Regions from separate parts of the Mus musculus genome. Here region 1 is linked to region 2. Evidence: chromatin contacts called from public HiChIP or PLAC-seq data. All regions are on one chromosome and are shown on one strand. Each heading gives the region's core, a stretch centred on a gene start, on an enhancer-like site or on the middle of the called end of the contact. The rest is flanking DNA. Distances are from core to core; before and after follow the strand shown. Region 1 overlaps Nuak1 (NUAK family, SNF1-like kinase, 1). Region 2 has its middle 110 kb from the start of Gm46201.

Evidence for each region. HiChIP or PLAC-seq counts read pairs in DNA pulled down with a chosen protein or histone mark.
Region 1: an H3K27ac HiChIP or PLAC-seq map of heart atrium shows a contact between it and region 2, with 4 times the contacts expected there. The contact joins two enhancer-like sites. A contact is called at or near these places in 2 of 484 Hi-C or Micro-C datasets (cerebral cortex and pancreatic cancer cells) and 6 of 115 datasets of contacts at active chromatin or transcription factors (SST interneurons, embryonic stem cells, heart atrium and 2 more).

What each region holds. Positions count from the first base shown.
Region 1 is chr10:84,409,637-84,412,758 of GRCm38.p6, forward strand. Nuak1 (NUAK family, SNF1-like kinase, 1) reads right to left here. Exons shown (of 7, transcript NM_001004363.2): 2 at 1-100. Among named protein-coding and RNA genes, the nearest start is that of Nuak1, 29 kb to the right of the region's middle. Within about 2 kb of position 1,810, at least 66 of the 459 cell types and tissues checked have an H3K27ac peak or open chromatin away from gene starts, as enhancers often do. A contact at or near this core is called in cerebral cortex and heart atrium, where this site is marked.
Region 2 is chr10:84,229,109-84,232,311 of GRCm38.p6, forward strand. No RefSeq gene overlaps it. Among named protein-coding and RNA genes, the nearest start is that of Gm46201, 110 kb to the right of the region's middle. Within about 2 kb of position 1,398, at least 25 of the 459 cell types and tissues checked have an H3K27ac peak or open chromatin away from gene starts, as enhancers often do. A contact at or near this core is called in cerebral cortex and heart atrium, where this site is marked.

The DNA.
Region 1 (3,122 bases), core at 560-3,059, 180 kb after region 2:
GAGGATGGTTGAGGGATGACATGATCTCAATCTCTCGTCTGATGTGAACCATGTCTAGCTCGTCCTTAATTTTGTCCTTACGGATGGATTTTATAGCAACCTATAAAGTCAGGAAAGGAAACGTTACTCAGAGGACTAAACAGAAGCAAATCAACCATTGTTGCTGGGGGTGGAAAGTAAGTGCAGATGTTGCTTGTTGGCCAAACTGACAACCACCACAACCACTCCAGAACAACCCCTGCAATGTGTTCCGTTTATAAACACCCAGGGCTTGGGTCTTCATCTTCTTCCTCATTAGCAGCGGCAGCAGTTCATTTAGTCTAGGGATCCGATCCATCCTTTAGAGGGGAAGAGGGGGCAAAGTTGAGGTGGCTTCGCAGGGTGATTGTGATTATGGAAGGTGAAATTGGAAGCATTTAGTTCCTTGTGAGGCTGAGACAATGACTTAAAGAGAAGAAAAAAATCACTGGGTGGCCAATCCCAGAGCCAGTTCAGCCTTCAGAGCCTCATTCTGAAAACCCAATCTCAGCCCTGCTTACACATTTGCTTAAAATGTGTAAATCCTTCCTCCATCCTCCTCCAGACATCCTATTACAGGAGCATCCCATTACAAAGCGCGTAACAGACAATCCTCCAGAGACAAACCAGGACAAAGCAAACAGTGGGACAGCCTCACTCTGGGACCAGCCCGTCAATTCCAAAAGCCCCAAGTGCCCATGAATCCAAAGTTGTGGAGAACACCAGGGCCAGTCCGCAGACTCCTCAGACACGTGAAAAGAAACATCAGCCGGCAACAGGAGCCTAATGAGGAATGGATCTCTCTCTGTTCGCAAACAAGTTGGCAAGGGACAAAAGCAGGGAGCCTAACAACCTTCGGCTGCCACACTGTAAGTCTGCTTAGTTCCTTAAATGTGCCCTCCCCTGGCCTATGTCTCTCACATGAGCATCCTATCCTAGGTGAGAGAGAGGCAGCTAGCCCATTCCTCTAGGTAAGAATACACGGTGTTATCTGCAAAAGAACAAGGCCACGTGAGAAGCAGTTTACAACCGACTACATCCTGACAGGTGATATCACAAGGTGGCTCCCAGCCCACCACAGCAGGAATGTACCCACATCCCTGAGCACTTCAACTCCTGCCCTGCCCAGCTCCCGTCAACTACAAATAAAAACACATCTTCGTGAAAGTATGTCTACCTGAGATCTCACACACACATGCTCACACATGCACATACACAAATGCACACACATGCATGCACACATCACACCACGCACAGATCCACATGCACACATCACACCACACACATCCACATATTCATGCACACATATACCACACATGCACACACACACACACACAAATAAATGAATAAATAAAAGTATCTTAAAATGGGAGAGCAGAAGCTTAATGATGCTGTCCAAAAACCACATGACCATGATCTCTGATCCCTTGGCATCCTGTTCCCATTTGCTGATCAAAAGTGGCTCAGACAAGCACAGATGGGGACCCAATGGAGGCACCACCCTCTTTAGCTCCTGGGTAGACCCTGGGACTGGTTAAAGGAAACTGCACAGAGAAGAAGGAGCCTTACGGCCCCGGGGCCCCTTGTAACCGCAGTGCCAGGCTCAGAGCTACCCAGGCCCTCGTGACAGCCCCATTCAGTATGCAGCCAGATGATCCTCCGCTGCTACATCAGATTTGGGAAAGCAGGACTAAGAAGCTTTATCTTGGCTGAGTGAGGCCTGTATCCTGGGAGCTGATTCCTGGATGAAGCAGACACTGAACACACACAGGCCCTGGAGGATGTGGGTGGCTGCTGGGCCAACTTCCACATTCCTTCAAAAACTAAAGATGGGCCAAGGTCAGAAACCACCACCCTCCTCTGGGTACGCAGCACGCTGAGCTTGACCTCAAGGAAGCCCAACTGTCAAATCACGATAGTAACACATTCCTTCATCATCCAGGGTCAGAGAGGTAAGGACATTCTAACACATGAGAAAATGAGCCCACTGTCCAGGCCCTGCAAGAGTCCAGCGGCAGGCCAAGAGCCTTGTGGTGCCCCTGGCAAGGCAATACTTCTAGCCGGGCATGAGAGGGAAGCGCTCACATTCTCATCAAGCCCCACTCAGCACTGCAGAAACTCAAAGGGCACCACAATCGTTAAAAACCAGGGTGACTGTCCTTCTAACAGAAACCTCTCTGGGAATGCACTGCGTCTTCCATTGAAAATGTTGTTCCCATTGCAAATGGGCCGGGTGGGAATACAGGAGAAACGAAAGCCAGGAACCACTGAACAAACGGACTGTAACTGCCAAAGCAGAGGCTGGCCTCCACTGTGGAGATGACCCTTCCAAGGTCAGCCAGCCAACTAGTGGCAAACCAAGAAACAAACACAAGAATCCTGAGAGTCAGCACTCATTAACCATCTAACTTGCAAGCCAGATTCTGTGAGGTGCTCTGTGTGCTGTGATACGGCATCCAGCTCATGCCAGCCTCTGCTGTGTGTCTTCCCTCTGACTGGCACTGCCACGTCACTCCTTCTAGACCCTCCACTCACTTCAGGACATTAGATAACAACTAAAGTCCTCTTTCTTCTTCTCTTGTTTGCTGCACACCAGGACTATTTGTATAGGACCCAGACAACCAAATGGGACACTTTTAAAAGGGTGTTAAGAACAGAGACCCATAACCACAATCCGTAAGTGGGTATCTGCCTCCAGAAGCTGAAGGATAAGCTGGGCCAGTGCACAGATGCTACGAGGTAAAGGATAGAAACATGGCTCGGTGCCCTGGCTAAAACCATCCTCTAGCTGTGTGGCCTTGGGCCGGTTGCATAACCTCTCCATGCCCCAGTTTCTTCATCCATTCGTAAGGAACTAACAGAATCTGCTTCGAGGGCCCTGCAAACACTGCATGGCAGGTGCTTAAGACCATGCTTGGACCAGGTAACTGCTCGGTAAACATTAGCCGCTTTTACTCTGAGTTAGCATCCCGTAAGTAGAACCTCCTCTCTTCCTTAAAGCAAACTTGAAATTCCTGCTAGTTCCTCAAGACACAGCAAGAGATGTGCTTACACATGGAGATCACATTTGCTTGCCCCAAAGTACAGGCAGGACTAGAGAGAGA
Region 2 (3,203 bases), core at 148-2,647:
GTCTTGCCTCAACGCCTACACAAAATTGGTTCTTAAATCTGTGATAACGGAAACTTGGACAAGTTCATTAATTCCCTAGACCCCTGTTCCTGCAAGAGAAGTGTTTCATGATTGTATATCTTCTAAAGATGCTGTGGGGAATCACTAAGTCAGATAGTAAAGGGATTCATGGAGAACCCCAGCAGCTGTGGTCACAAAGCCAATGCTCACCGCAGCAGGAATACTGATTGATCTGTGAATATCACAAGCATCCGTGGTGTTTGCAATTACTTGCTTCAAAGCTTGTGATTTCCCTGAACTATGTGTTCCAGAAACTGTCTCTTCCTAATTTGCATTTGGCAGCCTCATCTCCACAGAGCACACTTGGGAACATCCTCTGCTTTCGATGTTATTTGTACATGTATTGATAAATGGCTTTTAAAGTCCCTCTCTCTTAGATTCCTGTGAGGATTAGATGACATAATGCATGCAAAACAGCTAGTATCATTTTTGGCTTGGGAATTGCACCTAATTAATATTGGTTCTTTTGCCTTTTGCAACAGAATACATTACTTGAGACAAACACTCCAGAGTCCTATAGCAGGTGCCTCTGAGGGACACAAACATCTCTAGCACAGCCCACATACCGTATGGAATGGGCAACGTGATGTACAAGGAAACCCATGCTGGAGTCTACCTTGGAGGGCAGGGGATGTTGTGGATTACAGAGAACAATGCTGCAGGCGTGTTTGAAAGTCTCCAGAGCAGAAAGAGGAAGGCACTTGATGTTCTGATCGCTTAAAACTGCTAATTAGGCTCATGCATGCTACAAACACTGGCAGCTCTTGTGTCCTGGGGTAATAGGGACAAGCCTGGCAAAGATGCTCACAACCATAGCCCACCTGTCCATAAGCCCATGTGCTGTGCCCATAAAGAGATGCTTCAACTGAGAACACTGGGGAACAAGCTACCAAGCACGTTTGAATGTTCTGAAATTCCGAGTAGAAATATAACGTCCAGGTGGGCACAAAAGTCTCCTTGCAACCACTGGGGAAATTCTACATTCACTGCACCAGGCAGTAGGGGAGAGAAACCGTGCCTTTGGGTGTGGAACACACTGCTTCTGGTTGGTGGATGTGCCCACTGAGAACTGCAGCAGCAAGTCAGCTGACATTTCCGAGCTTCCATGTCTTCATTTGCAAAATAGAAAATACGCACTTGGCACAGGTATGGGAAGCATAAAGAAGTAACCTATATGAAGGGACTAGCAGGTAATAAAGCCCCCATCAGTGCTACCACCTACGGGTAGCTAAGCTTATCTGAGGGCACCCACCAGTGAAATCATCGCGTTCCCGTCTTCCTACTCGAGTGGCTCCGGTGGTTGTACTGTTGAATGGCGCCTTGAATGAGTCACAGACTATTAATACACCGGGACTTGTCATAAGGACAAGTGACAAATAAGGGCTCAAGGACAGAAAGGACCTGGACCATTCTCAAATAAGATAAACTATGCCATAAATAACATGGCATTGGCTGACTTGGGGAGGGGTGCTGATGAGTAGCTGTTATGGATTTAGAGAGCTGGAAGCGGTCCAAGCATGAGAGGCTAGAATAAGAAGGTGCGAAGAGGGAGCTTTGACTCTAAGCAAATGAGAGGCCAATGAACCGCGGGAGCTGCCTACCAGACCAAATAATGTGGGGCCAATCCACGGCAGAGGAAACACCCAATGAAAGAGAAGTTAATCTGTGATTGACAACCCTAAAGAGTTTCAGGAACTCAGCAGCAGACACTGTTAGTGGATGAGGAAACTGAGGCAGGAAGTGAGCCTAGCCCTTTGCCTGTCTCCAACACCCTGGTGCAGACCCCAAGGGTTTGGTGAATTAGCCAAGGAGTCTTTAGACTTTCCAGTCCTTGAAAAGACCTCCAGATCTCAGGATCCTGCTTATCATAGCACAGCTCCTGATGTGTCCGCATTACCAGTAGAATACACATTTCTTAGCCCAGTAACAATTTGCCATGTCAAAGAATATTTTCAATGATTCTGTTCTTAGTTTTTATCTTATTTTACTTTATTTTGACTACCAATTAAATCTTTCCCGTGGTTCCTTTCTTGCCATTAAGAATATAAACTTTAAACCTGGACTATGATTAAAAGGAAATTTTCATTCCTTATCTGCTCCTTTTAAACTTTCTATTTTTAAAAATTTGTTCAACTAGGGCTTAAAAATCTTAAAATTATATTATAAAATATTAGTTTGTGTGATGTATAGCTTGTGTAAGAATAGGGATTTTTTTCTTTACTTAAAAGAAAAAAATTAATCTGGCAGTGGTGGCACACACCTTTAATATCAGCAATCAGGAGGCAGAGACAGGCAGATCTATGAGTTCAAGGCCAGCCTGGAATACAGAGTGAGTTCTAGGGCAGCCAGGGCCACACACAGAAAATAAACAAAAATCATGTATATATGTGCCAAACTTTGCTCAATAATAGTAGCAATTACATTTGCTTCATTTGAAATTAATCTTTCCTTTCTAAACATTTTTTAATTCATGAAGAAAATGCAACATATTTAAATAACAACCTCAAAATAAGATGGAATTTAAGCTTTCTAAATGTAAGTCTGATATATTGAATTTAAATAAAGGTTATACATAGTAGCCTTTACTTACAGCACAACAGAGAGAGAGAGAGAGAGGGAGAGAGAGAGAGAGAGAGAGAGAGAGAGAGAGAGAGAGAGAGAGAGAGAGAGAGAGAGGAAGAGAGAGGAAGAGAGAGACAGAGACAGAGACACAGAGAGAAACAGAGACAGAGACACAGAGAAATTCATTGAATTCTAAGCTTCTGAAACTATAAACCAACCAAGACAAACAAAATACAACCTAGGAAAGTGAATACAATACTAGGAAAGGGGACATTCATTTTTGAAAATTTAATTAATTAATTAGTTAGTTAGTTAGTTAATTAATTAATTTTACATCTCTACCTCAGTTTTTCCTTGCTCCCTTCTCCCCATCCTCCCCCCACCCCCATCCACTCCACTACCATCTTCTTGCCTTCTCTTTTTCTTTTCAGAAAAGGGGAGGGGGAAAGGAGGCATTCTTATTGGCCTATCAGATGCAGTTATAGCTTAGCTATTTCAAAATGGTTTCTCAACATTTTTAGGCGTGAGTGTCTATTTAAATGCTATCTATTAGATAACAAAATAGAATGCATCATTTTAAT